Linked DNA regions of Mus musculus: all the other regions are linked to region 3. Evidence: chromatin contacts called from public HiChIP or PLAC-seq data. All regions are on one chromosome and are shown on one strand. Each heading gives the region's core, a stretch centred on a gene start, on an enhancer-like site or on the middle of the called end of the contact. The rest is flanking DNA. Distances are from core to core; before and after follow the strand shown.

Region 1 (4,438 bases), core at 418-2,917, 600 kb after region 3:
TAACATCTTGTTTTTCTCCTATACATCCTGGACTTGTGGTTAAGTGTCTCCAGCTGCACCCCACCCCAGCTTGTGCTTATATATACCCATAGCTGCCTTACAATAAATGAGACTGGAGACTGGAGACTTGATCAGACAGGCTGTCTTGTCTCCACTCCATTCTTCACATCTCTTGCCCCCTCAGTTCTCTCTCTCTCTCTCTCTCTCTCTCTCTCTCTCTCTCTCTCTCTCTCTCTCCCTCTCTCTCTCTCTCTCTCTCTCTCTCACCCTGTTGTCTGACCCACGGACTGGGTCACGTTAGTATAAGCCCAAAGACCTTAGTTCGATTCCCAGCACCACAGCAGGAGAGGTTGCTTGTAATCCCAATGTTGGGGAAGCATAGACAAGGAGATCCTTGGGGCTCACTTGCCAGTAGCCTAGCTGATGGAGGGGGCGGGGCATGGCTAACATCTCTGCCTTGGAGGTTTCAGTCAGCAGTGATTGGAGTGATTTGTCTGCTCCACCAGGCCTTGGCTGCCAAGAAGTACAGATAGGACTTGTTCAGCCAACCTTTGCTGTCTCAAGATCTTAGATGAGACCTAACTTGCCAGACTCACAGTTTGAAGCACTCCGGAAGTTAGTTATACCGGCTGTAAATCCCCTGCACCGAATTACAGTCGGTGGCTTGGCATCCTCCCCCACCCCACTCCCCCGTTGGTGTGTCTCTGTCCCTGTGTCCCCCAGGGGATCAGAAGGGATCCATCTCTGTGTGGGCTGAGAAAGCAAATATAGAGCCTCCAGGTGAATAGACAGTGAAGAGAAAATGTTTTTTGTTTGTTGTTTTAATTCCGTAGTCTCTTTTTGTTGTTGTTTTGTTTTGTTTTATTTTGTTTTTCGAGACAGGGTTTCTCTGTATAGCCCTGGCTGTCCTGGAACCCACTTTGTAGACCAGGCTGGCCTCGAACTCAGAAATCCGCCTGTCTCCCGAGTGCTGGTATTAAAGGCATGCGCCACCACTGCCCAGTTCGTCTCAGCCTCTTAAGTGCACCATCACACTCGGGCTTTGGAGAAAGAGCATCCTGCTTGCTCAGAGTCTTGTCCATCTGTTTTAAATGGTTAAAGAGACAGTTCTGCCTTTAAAAGCTCTTGGAGGAGACCTGAGTTTGGATCCCAGTACCCATTAGAGTGCCTCAAAATCTCCTTTAAACTCCAGTTCCAGGATATTTGAGGCTTCTGGACCCCCCCCAGGCTCTCTCTCTCTCTCTCTTTTAAAAATTGTTATAGATTTTGTTCTTTTGAATAGACAAATATTGTCTGTTGATGCCTTGACACAGAAGAACACAAGATGTAGACAGAACATTTGCCAAGCCATGTGTGAGGTCCTGGGCTCCACCTCCAGCACCCAAGGAGGAAGGGAACTCACATAGTTTGTGAACAATTTTAGGGGTATAAAGACTGTCTTTAGTTTATCCTCAGAATGTCCAGGACATACAACCCTGCGATTATCGAGATGAATTCCCAGGTACAGAGGGGAAAAGGTCGTTGAAGAGAACAGAACTAGTTAGCTGCAGAGTTTCAAGAGCTCGGAGGTGTGGGTATGGACTGTGCAACTGTAGAGTTGGGGGACTCCCACCTGCTTGTGTTTGAAAGGGAAGCTGGCGAGGGGAGGGCGTGGTTTTCTCTAGTCCTGCCCCCAGCCACTGGGCTGAGGCGTGGCTTTCCTCCAACCTGCTCCGGTCCAACATGGCTCCGCGGTTGTGCATCATCTCTGCAGCGGCACGGCGGCTATTCACGAAGCCGAGACCCCGTGCTGGGGACCTCGCGGCTGCGGGTGCTGTGCGGTGAGAGGCCGACGGGGCTGACTGCGTGCCCGGAACAGGAGCAGGGGAGGGGGCTGGAATGAAAAACAGACTCTCGGATTTGGAATTGAGGGGTTAGAGGCAGAGAGCTACCAGGATGTAGGCCTGAGGCTGAGAAAGAATGGGGAAGGTGAAAAGGTATGGGGATGGTTTTGGTTTTTAAACAGGTTCGTACTACATGTGATTCGACCTCGGAATCTTCTTGCCTCTGCCTCCCAGATAGTGAGGGTGTGCACTACCATGCCTAGCTGGGCAGGTTCTTTGTCCTGTTTGGGACCTGGATCTGGGCTGAGAATAAAAAATGAGGTGAGTGGGAGGGACAGGTTTTGAGCCCTGGATCCCGGACGAAGGCAGAGGATATTGGCAGCCTTTTGCCTGGCCTTTGTGGTTTAGCACGCGCTGGGGTCTTCTGAGCCAGCAGAAAGTTTTGGAAGGAGAGGAGGACTGGGGGTACGGTGGGAATTCCCAAAGTGATTCCGCACCCTGCTTTGTACAGGTGGGTCAACAGAGTGGGGTGGGAGCTGTTCAAGGTCAGCGTCCGTGCCATGTGGAGGCAGCTCTGGATGTTAGGACCCAGGTCTTACGATGCACTCTGCACTTTGTACCACGGCTGGTGGCCTCCTAGGAGAGAGGCTCAATTCTGGCTTTGGAGAGCTTGGCTTCCTTCCCCTGACTGGCTCTGGGCTGCTCCTCCCTCCTCGATGCCACGCCCGGTGCTACCCCCATCTCTGCACCTATCACCCGGAGCACTTCTGACCCTGCTCTCCTGTTTCCCCAGCCCCACACCCTCACAAGTTTTAGGACAGGGTTTGTGCAAAAAGCATTAGCTAAAGAAGTGGAACACCTGCCCTCACACCTGTGGAAAGGGACCTGCGTTACTCCTGCCCCAGCCCAAGAATGTGGCCATGGAGTTCCGTTAGATCGCTGTGCACATTAGGAAAGCACGGATAGAAGAGTTGGGACGCGTGCCCTTCACTTCCGTGCTGGGTAATGAGAGAGAAGCCGACAATGGGAAAAAAGCCTAGAGTGTACCTTGTAAACTCAGCCTTTTCTGGAGGGATGACCTTGGGTAGGAGGAGAAAATAGGATGTGTCTGATAGCCTTGTTTTCTATTGCTAGGAAGAGAACTCAGGAGTTTAGGTATGCTAGGCTAATGTAGTGCTCTCTCCACCAAGTAAACAATGACATCTCCAGCCCTCATTGGATTAAAGAGACCATGCTTATGCCTCAAACAATTTCTGTCATTGTGAGAAAGGATATCCAGAAAAATAATCTTTTATAACATTTAAAAAAATATTTTAAGCCTAGAGGTGGTGCATGACTTCAATTCAAGCACTCAAGGCAATCAGATCTTGGAGTTCAAGGCCAGTCTGGTCTACAAAGTGAGTTCCAGGACAGCCAGGGCTACACAGAGAGACCCTGTCTCAAAAACCAAAAGGAAAAAAAAATTATTTTGGGCCAGGTGTGGCAGCATGCACCTTTAATTCCAGTACTTAAAAGGCAGAGGCAGGAGGATCTCTGGGTTGGAAGCCCTCATAGTTCTACATACCCAGCTCCAAGACAGTTAGGACTACATAGAAAGTCAAACAAACAAAAGTTATTCTGAGGACTAGAGACATGGCTCACACTTCTGAGCACTGGCTCTTTAAGAGTACAGAGGTTGATTCCCAGCGCATGTGCACTCACGCATGCACTGGTTCACAGCTGCCTGTTACTCTACTTCCAGGCCTTCTTCCGGCCTGGTCCAGGTGTGCAAGTGATGCCCATGCAGGCAAAAACCAACACATAACATAATTTAAAAACTACTTTGTGTGCATATGCAAATGAACACTTGTATTTGTGTGTGTGTATGTACATGTACATGTCATATGGTCGGTCCTATGGCACATGTGTGGAAGTCACCTTGTGGCTCCCAGGTATCTAACTCAGGTTGTTAGACTTGGCAGCCAGTGCCTTTACACTGGCCCAAGATCATCTGTTTTTCCTTTATTTCTTCATTTATTGTTTGTTTGTTTGGTTGTTTTGAGACAGGGTTTCTCTGTATAGCCCTGGCTGTCCTAGAACTCACTCTGTAGACCAGGTTGGCCTCGAACTCAGAAATCCACCTGCCTCTGCTTCCCGAGTGCTGGGATTAAAGGCGTGCGCCACCACGCCCAGCAGGATTTTACTTTTACTTATGTGTGTGTAGAGGGGAGAGAGAATGAGAATGTGCACATGGGTGCAGGTGCCCACTCAGGCCAGAAGATGGAGTGGAATCCCCTGGAACTGGAGCTGCTCTACTGATGGGGGCGCTGGGAACCAAACTCAGGTCCTCCTCTTAACCACTGAGCCAGGCGTCCAGCCCACAAGATCATCTTTTATGATACCCATTTCGCACATGAAGACAGTGAGGCAGAGAAAGGAGCGGAGAGTTGGTGGTAGCTCTTATGTGGCAGGCACTCAGAGGCGAGCTGCTTCTGACTTGGCAATCCTGGCTAGTTGATGGTGAGTCTCGGTTTCCTTCTGTAAAATGGGCATGGTGAGCCCTGCTATGCACTTTCCCCAGGATTGCTGTGAAGGGGCTGGACACTGATCAAGCCCTTGTCAGTGACTTGCCCATA
Region 2 (5,000 bases), core at 2,235-4,734, 530 kb after region 3:
TAGTAGGGTTTAGCCATGCTCTAGAAAAAAGGACGTCAAAACTTTCTGTAAGTACTTTAAAAATCAACACCCAGAGTTCAAAAGCCTGGGGATTAAAGGGCTTTCACCGACAAGGAGATGGTCTGGCTTGGAGAGCTTCGGCAAAGAAGAGAAATGGGAGCGGACCTTTTGCAGGACTCCTGCACCATAAATGGCATCTATAGTACAGACATGTCCTACCTCCTTGTCGCTGTAGGAGATGTTTCGGATTTCATTCCATGGGAAGGAGATCTTGGGGGTCAGCCTGTTCTCAGGGTCATAGATATGAAGCCCAAGAGCATCCACTCCAAGCAGCAACTCTGTGCCCTTTTTATTCTGCAGAGCCAATAAAGAGCAGCTGTTGTCAGCTTCCAGCTGGTGATTTTATTCAACTTTCTACAGAATCTGGCACACACTGTTATATCTGACAAGTTTCAACAAGTCCCAACAGAAATCATGGCTCTCTTGTAACCCAGAAGGCTTCCAGCTTCTAGATTTGGGGAAGCAGAGGCAAAACAATACCATTTTTGTGATTGGTGTGTCCCTTACAGGTATCAGTGTGGATTCAGACTCCTGTCACTGGCTTGGTAGCTAAAGAAATGGTAATTTAAATGTTGAAGTACTACTAATTAAATAACCAGGTTATCAAAGGGAGAGCTAAAATCCACACTTTTGAACATTTCTCCTGTTACAGGAAAGATAGTATTCTTGTCTGGCATGTACAAGATCCTGAATTTGATCTTCATCATCACACACACAAAATTTGTTGGATTTCTAGAAGAAATGTTTAGGTCTAGGGACTAAACAGCCTCATTTTAGGTTAAAATGCAGCTCCATGTAGTTTTACTATATAATACCCCAATGTGGTATTAGCTGCAGTATCTAGGTGGTGGGTATATATGGCATTCACTAAAAACTTCATTCTCCCATGTTTCAAATGCTTGATAATTGAACATTGGAAGAAATAAAAAAATAAATTATATATAAATTACACTTCAATGAACTTGTTTAAAACACCAGTTAACGATATGAATGCTATACCTCTGAGAGCAGCCCTAGTCAACAGTTATTGCTGCCAGAGGCTTAGTGCACGACTCCCAAGCTACTGACCAGCTGTGGAGCCACTGCCCCTGTCCTCACAGGCAGCTGAAACAAAACTCCTCCCACACACAAGGAAGCTACAGCTCCCTACCCCTCGCTGACAACAAGGAAATTGAGACAAGACTCAAGGGAAGGAGAGCAGCTCTGCAAACTGAGATGGTGCCTGGGCTGTGACCAGAAGTACCAATCTAACAGCAGGTGTTGGGGGGAGGTGAGCACTTGAAGAGGAATCTCTCTGCTCCTTCTAACACCTGAAAGCAGGCACTACCACCCAGTCAGAGCGTGGTCTATTTGTCTGAGAAGCGTTTAAAGCTGATGTGCTGACAGGAGGGAGGCTTGAATCCTCACATCTGAACAGCCCCTTATGGAAAACAAGGTATTTCCTTATGTTTCTGCTAAGTCAGCTTACATAAAGATAGAAAGGATTCCACCCTCTTCTCCTGCTGTGACTCTCACACTTTTATTAGATATTAGAGATGGTAGCACAAATAACACCTCTGAAATTGTTTTAATCACATGGTACTCCATTAATACGTACAAATATCTATCAGTTAAAGTAAAATGTATTAATAATTTCTCATCTCTAGTTAATAATAGAATTTAAGATGTCTAACATAAAGTCACTAACTTTATTGTTCAACATAAAAACATATAAAAACTAGTAAATGCTCATCTAATTAATGTAGAAATATTCCTTAATAAGCTGGTTTTTGGACTGCTGAGATAGCTTAGTGGATCAACATGCTTATACCCGATAACTTGACCTCAGTCTGACCCCAGGACCCACTTGGTAGAAGAGAATTCTAGCATGTTGTCCTCTGCCCACCACCACAAACATAGATAAACAAATAAATACAACAAAATATACAAATATATATTTTTTTCCTCCTCTAAGTAAAATAAATTTGTAAGAAATTCTGTTTTGGTTTTCAGAGAGGTTTTTCTGTGTTAGTCCTGGCTCTCCTGGAACTCACTCTATAGACCAGGCTGACTTCAAACTCACTTTTCAACTCACAGAGATCTGCCTGCCTCTGCCTCCTGAGTGCTCAGATTAAAAGTGTGTGTTACCACTGCCTAGCCCAAGAAATCCATTTTCTAAGGATTGCAAATGCTTTTTTCTTTTAAACAATTAATGTTGGTGGTGGGCAAGAGACAAAACCACAGAAATGCATTAGTCTAACCTCAAAGAAACAGATGTCAAACACAAACTAATAAAACTTTTAATTATTTAATACTTACTAATTTGTGTGTGTTGTGTGAATGCATGCTTATGCCACAGCACACATGTGAAGATCATAGGACCATGTGCCGTACAGTAAGAACAAGAGTTCTCTCCTTTCACCGTGTGAATTCCATGACCTGAACTCAGCATGTCAGGCCTGGCAGCAATTGCCTATCTACTACTCCATCTCACTGGCCCTCATGACACACGAGAAACAACCTTCTGCATTCTTTTTTATTCTTATTTTTTTAAAGATTTGTTCTTATTTTGATGGTTTTTAGTTACGTATTTCTGTGTCTGTGCACATAAGTGCAAGTGCCCTCAGAATCCACAGGCCTCAGATCCCCTGGAGCTGGAATGTCAGGCAATTGTGAGCCTCCCAAACCACGAGCTGGGACTTGAACTCAGGTCCTGCTACAAGTAAAATATCTTTTAGGCCCTTGCTTATTGTGGTAGTACATTTCAGTGTGCCCTGGTTTTTTTGTTTGTTTGTTTGTTTTTTGTTTTGTTTTTAAAGTTTTTTTTAAGATGTTTATTTATTGTTATACATAAGTACACTGTAGCTGTCTTCAGACACCAGAAGAGGGCGTCAGATCTCATTACCGGTGGTTGTGAGCCACCATGTGGTTCCTGAACTCAGGACCTTTGGAAGAGCAGTCAGTGTTCTTAGCTACTGAGCCATCTCACCAGCCTTTTGGGTTTTTTTTGAGACAGGGTTTCTCTGTGTAGCCCTGGCTGTCCTGGAACTCACTCTGTAGACCAGGCTGGCCTTGAACTCAGAAATCTGCCTGCCTCTGCCTCCCAAGTGCTGGGATTAAAGGCGTGCACCACCACACCCGGCTTATGCCCTGATTTTTAATGCAAAAAAAAAAAAAAAAAAAAAAAATCCACAAAAACCTGCATTTAGGAAACAAATTAAGTAGAAAGCTATCCTAGAATACTGAAATCATGCTTAATTCAATTTACTCAACGTTAACATAAAGGCTGTCTGTAGGACCCCAAAAGGGGGAAGCAAAGAGTTTGTGGGATAGTCCAGGGGATGGCTGCAGCTGACCTTCAATGGCTACTCCTCTGTAGCCAAGCTTCCTGGCACCCGCCACCCAGCAGTGAGGAAAAGCCCGGTACTTGGCATGTGCTCCTCTGGAGGAAGCCATGAATACCGCAGCCAGCAGCCAAATCCCCCAACGAGCGAGAAACACGCTCTAGGGCCAGACCTGAACAGAACACAAATGCCTTTCTCTGCAGAGGCATGGTTCCCGGAGGCCTGCAGACCATTAATGGTCTGAATAGAAAACTAATTAGCCTCACAGTGAGAACAAGAGTTCCACCCAAACAAATTAGGAATCTCTAAGAGCAGTGGGCCCCGGGGAAAGACATTATTTCCAGGTGCTCCTTGGATTTCCCAAGAGGCCGGAATAATCAAACATTACATGGCCAGCATTCCAACAGGTCTCTGCTAAGAAGAGAACCGGGCCTGAGTCCCTCAGGGTACCAATGACACTTAATTTGATCTATTTCTGATCTAATTCGAAGCCCCAAATGAAACCAGGCTCTCGACCTTGTCTTCCCGTTTCTTCTTTACTACTGAACCATAAAGACTCTAAGCACCCTGGGATGAGGAAGTGACCCATCTGCCTGTGTGGCCTCGACTCAGTCTTTCTGAGAGCCAGGGAACTGGGGAAGGAGTCAACGCACCCGGATTGTAAAGTAGTTCACACCATACATCTCCAGGTCCTGAGCTATCTTCAAATACTCCATTTCAGCTTCATCCCTGTGAGGAGAATAGAAGACACCATTATTAGGGCTAAGTGACAAGGATGAAGGACAGACTCTTGCCAAGTCAAATATTCTGAGCATGCCTCTGGTGAGATAGAAGGGACCTGCAGAAGATGAGACAGACCAGACACAGCAACACTTTTCTCAACCCAGAGATTCCCATCCCCGTGAAAATAAGAAAACAGATTCATTACACTGACTCTTGGCTTCAATTTCACACTCTGGCCTTGGTAAATAGTGACATCTGTCTCAAGTGATTTAAAAAAAAGAACGTGGGGGCTGGGAGTGTAGCTCAGCAGCAAAGCACTCACTCCGCATGCGCAAAGCTCTAGGTTCCATCCCCGGCATTGGCAGAAAGAAAAAACAAAGCCACAGTGCATTCATTCTTTCCGACCTCAAATGCACGAAGTCACTGCCTGTCTCTGTGTACTTCCTTAACCTAGAGCTTCAGTAATGAAGGGGCCTCTCTAGAAGCTGACAACACCCACTTTCCTGGTTTTATCTCTTGGGTTACTGCTGAAGATTAAGGCAAGAACTATCTGAGCCATAAAACCCAGGCCAGTAGGTGAATGCTTCTGTGTTGTAAGTCGAGCTTAAAGCAAGCTCTGGATGCAGCAGTGACTTGCAGAAAACTCCCTGAGAGGTAAAAGTACTGAAGTATTTAACTCAAGCTTCCCTGTGACCTTGTTCTTGTCCTCTCTCTCATCTCGAAACACTCTCGAATGGATTTAAAAATTCACCCTGAGAGAATGCCAAGTGTTGGCAGGCAGGCGGAAGAACCAGAAATCACATACACTGCTGATGCAAAGTGATTCAATTACTTTGGGAAACTATTCAACATTACCTATAACAGCAAAAACCAAGAAACAACCCAACAACCTAG
Region 3 (4,577 bases), core at 711-3,210:
AGGGGGCTCAAAATGTGCTGGGGTTTGGGACATTGTTAAATGCAAAACGGGGCTGCTGGCAGACCCCAGGGATTTCCAGGTACTCACTGCACTCTGGGCTGGGCCATGATGGAATCTGGCAAAGTTGAAACTTCCATAGGCAGAGCTTCTATACAGCCCAGCACCAGCTAGAAATGGCAATGAGGGTGTTGGTCTGAGAGATTTCTGTCTCACTCACTCACTCACTCACTCTCACTCACTCACTCACTCACTCACTCAGCCCCTTGCTTGCTGGGTGTATGAACAAGCTGCACAAGTTGTCTACAGCAGACAGCAAAGGGCTGGGAAGTGTCCTAGACCCCTACAGAGTCACCATCATCTGGTCCTTTGCTGTCTCTCAGAGAAACTTTGGAAGGCTTGGTTGGGATGTGAGAGAGCTAAGGGGACTGGGATCCAGAAGGAATCCTTTTATTTTATTTTATTTTATTTTATTTTATTTTATTTTATAAGTTTTGTGGGTGGAAGGGTACCCTGGGGTGGAATGATGGAATGTGTCTTCTCTTGAGTTGGATGAGAGAGTTCAGGCTTAGAGACTGTCAGATGGAAGAGTCTAGGTCACCAGTGTTCAGGCTCCCACAGAAGCACAGCGGCCAGCTTCCAGTTGTCAAAGCCTGACGAACTCGGTTAGCTTCTATGCAGTTCCCCCCACAGCCTGGCGTGGTTGGGGTCTGCCAGCTGGACCTAGAGGTGAGGTGTGTGCAGGCAGGAAGAGGCAGGCTGCAAAGGCAGGTTCCCAGAGTCCTCCCGGGGAAGGACCTCTAACTGTCTAGGAGTCAGGGAAGGAGCAAGGCAGCCAGCCATTGCTGAGGCAGTAGCCGACTGCAGCTCTCATCTGCTTCTCAACCCCTGAGAACAGGTGATCTTGAGCAGACAGACAGGTAGCATAAAGTAGAATGTCGGGTCTGAGGCCCCGGAGGTCGCAAAGGTACTTGAAGGGGACCAGAGGGCTGTCTTGGGTCCCTGGAGCATGGAGAAGCAGAACTTGAGGTCAGGGTCTCAGGGAAGATGAGGCCCAGAGTGCTGTGTTTGATCCAGCACAGCTGTCTATTTATTACTATGTCCTATTTATATTAACTTATTGGTGCTTTAAATGGCAAAGTTAATTCCCCGAAATGGTATGAGGCTCCTTCCATGGGAGCTGGGGCCGAGACTCTCCACCTAGTGGGGCCTGGTCTGGAGGCACATGATTGTTACAGGTGCAGCTCATGGGTCAAATCAGAGAGCTGGCTAGCTCCTCTGTCTCCCACTGTGACTCACTTTTAGGGTGTCAGGGTCCCCCAGAAAAAGCTGGGCCAGTTTGTCTCTCTGCTTCTGTCTCTGTCTCTCCGAGTCTGTCTCTGTCTGTCTCTGTGTCTCTGTCTCTTTGTCTCTCTCTGTCTCTGTCTCTCTCTCTCTCTCCCCGCCCCCCCCCCTTCTCCCTCTGGTCTCCAAGGGGGTGGAACAGTTTCTTGTTGTTTTGTCCCACTGAGCTCTCTGGCACCCCCTAGATTCCTGCTATGCGGTGCACCATTCATAATGAAGTGAATGGCTCTGGAACCTTGGGCAAAACTGATTCCTTCCTCAAATCGTAGCTGAGGAGTGCTGAAACATCCTGACCCGGCACCCAGCGTGCTTTCGACCAGCATGGAAGCTCCTCGGGTGGCCCGAACACCCACAGAGGGTGAATACAGGAGGTTGGAGCAGTGCAGGCCCTGAACTGGGCCTGAACAGCTGCCCAGTGCGCCAGAGAAGGGGAGATCAAGGCCCGAGACGCCTGGGACACAGACCAGGAAGCTGTGGTCCTTGCTTCATCGCTGCCTTCCCACTCCCGCCCATGTCTGGGCTCCCAGGCAGGGAATCCGATCTGATCTCTCCTTTGTGCTGAGGCCAGGCAAGCAGAGGAACGCCCTCGATCTGGGAGCAGGGTAGGGAGGAAGGCAGCCAAGCTGGGGCAGTGGCTGACTACAGAGCTAGCTGCCTGCCTCTCAGGCTCTGAACAGGGCGGTCCTTAGCAGTTCAGCAGTGGGATTCTGCTTCACGCGGTTTTGCACCTTTCTCTGTCACTCTCTAAGCACTTTACCTGGACGGCAGGTGGACAGGCCCTGGAGCTCTGGCTTAGGAAAGGCCTGGAACCATAGATGCAGCAAGGAGACTATGGTGGGGGCCACGCGTGTCAGCGACAAAGTTACTCCACCGTACTCCTGTTGCTGCGTCAGGCTCATCTCAGGACTGGCTGCCCTTCTCCAAGCTGAGAGTCAATTTGTCTAAAAGCCAAGATGATGCCACAGCCTGGGGCCTGTTGGGCTTTGTCATCACTTCACATTTGTATGGACTTGGACTCTCTGGGCTCCGCCCACCTGGCAGCTTTGAAGGCTCAGGGACCAATGGACTCTCTCCGTGCACGCCCCCGTCCCCCCAACGCAACCACCTACCTGCGTCTTACTCCATCAGTTGCCCAGCATCCCAGAACCATTGAGCCTTTGGGGAAAACAGACTTTAGGGGCAGGTAGTTGCTCACCTGACATCTTTCACCTGGAAGCATTGACTTCCACCGAGCATAGTAGGTAGTGTGTCTGGACCAGAGAAAAAGGGATGGGGCATTTTGCAGTTTATCCAGAGAGAAGCAAAGGGGCCTTTATTTATTATTTAAAACTTCAAACCTGAAAGCACTGAGAGTTTACTGGTCTGCCCCCCTCCCCCCACTCTTGTCTATTTCTGTGTCCTTGATCCCGACTCAAGCAACCCAGCTCTGCTTTGCCTGCTCTCTGGAGCAGACATGGTATGTGGGCCAGGACCCCGGAGTCTTGCATGGTAGCGGCTTCAGAAGGGAAATGATATGGCTGTCTGCATTCGGATGACTCCCCAGTCCCAGCCCAGCCTCTCCTTTGCACTGCTGCTCTCCCTCTTTCCTTTCCTTTGGAAGGGACTTGGCCTTGGGTGACAAATTCCTCTTTGATGAATGTACCCTGTGGGAATGTTTCATACTGACAGATTATTTTTATTTATTCAATGTCATATTTAAAATATTTATTTTTTATACTGAAGGAGTGTCTTTTTTTTTTAAAGAAAAAATGAAATAATAAAGAACTCATTCTTGTTGAGCCTTCTGGAGTGCATTGATTTGGTGAGGGCTTGTGGGGGAACCTCCTGTTGGGACTATAGGAGGATTGGAAGATGAGATTTCCTCCATCGGTCCAGGAGGGGTAGGAGGGTGGTATTTGGGCCCAGAAATAACAGTGAGTGGTGTTTAGAATATGAGGTGCCACTAAGAGAGGGGACCGATGGCTTCCATGGGTACTGGTGTGACATCTCACTAAGCACAACAGCCAGTTTGTTCCCGGTTAGCTGAGGAGAGAACTGAAGCCCAGAGCGAGGAACTGAATATCCAGAGTAATCTAAAATGTCGAGGTCACCCCTCCCAGTGAGAGGTGACCCCAGCTAGTCCCCAGCCCAATGGGTGTGGGCCCACTCAGCTCCCAACCCTCATGTTCTCTCTGCGTGGAGTTTCAGGGATTTGGAAATGGCGTCTGTCTGGAGCTCCGTCACCCAGGAAGGGTCCACAGGCACAGGAGCAGCATCAACATTGGTCCAGAGGCTCCTATCAGAATCACACGAGACATTGTGCCCTAAGTGGGCTAACTAAGCAGCCATGACAGCATTTCTGCAAGGCTTTTTTGGGGGGGGTACCGATGGCTCTCAGGGAGTGCTTCCTCCCACAAAGAGATGCCTTCTCCACAGCACCCTTTCTCTATTCCTTGGGGAACAATGGGGGTCAAACTGTTAGACACAGATGTGTCTGGTAGGTCCCCTAAATATCTCCTGTACTTTGCTCTGGGGTTTGAATCTTGGGCTCCCCCTGAGAGATTCATTATGGAAAGCAGAGCAGAGTTTCTGCATCTATGAATTGGTACACAAATGTGTATCTTGGTTGTTGCCTGGAGGCAATGGCTAACCCTTCTGAGAAGATACCAATGATGGAAAGCTTTTTAGGCATTGGTAAGTCCAAGGCAGGAGGTTACAGAATCATCGGGCAGGCATCTTCAGCCAGCATCTCATCTTCTCTCTGCCAGGATAGGACTGACTGCCTCCCACTTCTCCAGCTCTGCTTAGTATGGGCTTCGCAGGGAGCTGGTGAGGAATGTGGAGTCCCAGTGTCTTGCCTCAGTGATGAGAGGCTGCAGCTTCAAAAACCAGCCAGACTCCCTGGGCATCTGTGGATATGTGGAGTGAGAGGAAGGCTACCCTCACCAGCCCCTCATGACATCACCCACTAACCCAGCAAAGTGGCCTGGGCCTGGCGACCAACATCGGGAAAGGTTCTGAACATCCCCTTGCTGGAAGCCCACGTGTCCTTTCCTCCTGCGGGCAGATGAGTGCTGCCCCGCCCAAACAGGCCCTTATCCATCCTTAAACCTTATCTACAGTTCAGGGAAGAGCAGATTGAAGATGCTTAGAAGCACAGTCAGGAGCTGCAGGGGTGTGGACCTAAGGCAGCCTCTGGGGTTGGTTTCTCACCCAGGGCTTTGGTTCTTGGGTTGAATCCACCACCTGCCTGCCCT

The links. HiChIP or PLAC-seq counts read pairs in DNA pulled down with a chosen protein or histone mark.
Region 1: a contact with region 3 is called in an H3K27ac HiChIP or PLAC-seq map of extraembryonic endoderm stem cells, with 6 times the contacts expected there. The contact joins the promoter of Nipsnap1 here to the enhancer-like site in region 3. A contact is called at or near these places in 5 of 39 promoter capture datasets (the C10 cell line, embryonic stem cells, frontonasal cranial neural crest and 2 more), 2 of 15 datasets of contacts at CTCF or cohesin (large pre-B cells and stem cell-derived epiblast-like cells), 8 of 484 Hi-C or Micro-C datasets (the G1E-ER4 cell line, cerebellum, embryonic fibroblasts and 5 more), 12 of 115 datasets of contacts at active chromatin or transcription factors (the 230-238 cell line, embryonic basal ganglia, embryonic forebrain and 7 more) and 2 of 9 other capture datasets (macrophages and pancreatic islet).
Region 2: a contact with region 3 is called in an H3K27ac HiChIP or PLAC-seq map of embryonic stem cells, with 4 times the contacts expected there. The contact joins two enhancer-like sites. A contact is called at or near these places in 6 of 39 promoter capture datasets (3T3-L1-derived adipocytes, the C10 cell line, the SN4741 cell line and 3 more), 4 of 484 Hi-C or Micro-C datasets (the CH12 cell line, bone marrow-derived macrophages, cerebellum and 1 more), 8 of 115 datasets of contacts at active chromatin or transcription factors (astrocytes, embryonic basal ganglia, embryonic forebrain and 3 more) and 1 of 9 other capture datasets (embryonic stem cells).

What each region holds. Positions count from the first base shown.
Region 1 is chr11:4,872,284-4,876,721 of GRCm38.p6, forward strand. Nipsnap1 (nipsnap homolog 1) reads left to right here and starts at 1,668. Exons shown (of 10, transcript NM_008698.3): 1 at 1,668-1,820. The coding sequence starts at 1,723.
Region 2 is chr11:4,799,642-4,804,641 of GRCm38.p6, forward strand. It overlaps Nf2 (neurofibromin 2), which reads right to left. Exons shown (of 17, transcript NM_001252250.1): 7 at 4,037-4,112; 8 at 220-354. Among named protein-coding and RNA genes, the nearest start is that of Nf2, 47 kb to the right of the region's middle. Within about 2 kb of position 3,485, at least 95 of the 459 cell types and tissues checked have an H3K27ac peak or open chromatin away from gene starts, as enhancers often do. A contact at or near this core is called in embryonic stem cells, where this site is marked.
Region 3 is chr11:4,269,396-4,273,972 of GRCm38.p6, forward strand. Lif (leukemia inhibitory factor) reads left to right here. Exons shown (of 4, transcript NM_008501.2): 4 at 1-3,119. Among named protein-coding and RNA genes, the nearest start is that of Gm11958, 14 kb to the right of the region's middle. Within about 2 kb of position 1,961, at least 77 of the 459 cell types and tissues checked have an H3K27ac peak or open chromatin away from gene starts, as enhancers often do. A contact at or near this core is called in embryonic fibroblasts, embryonic stem cells, extraembryonic endoderm stem cells and 2 more, where this site is marked.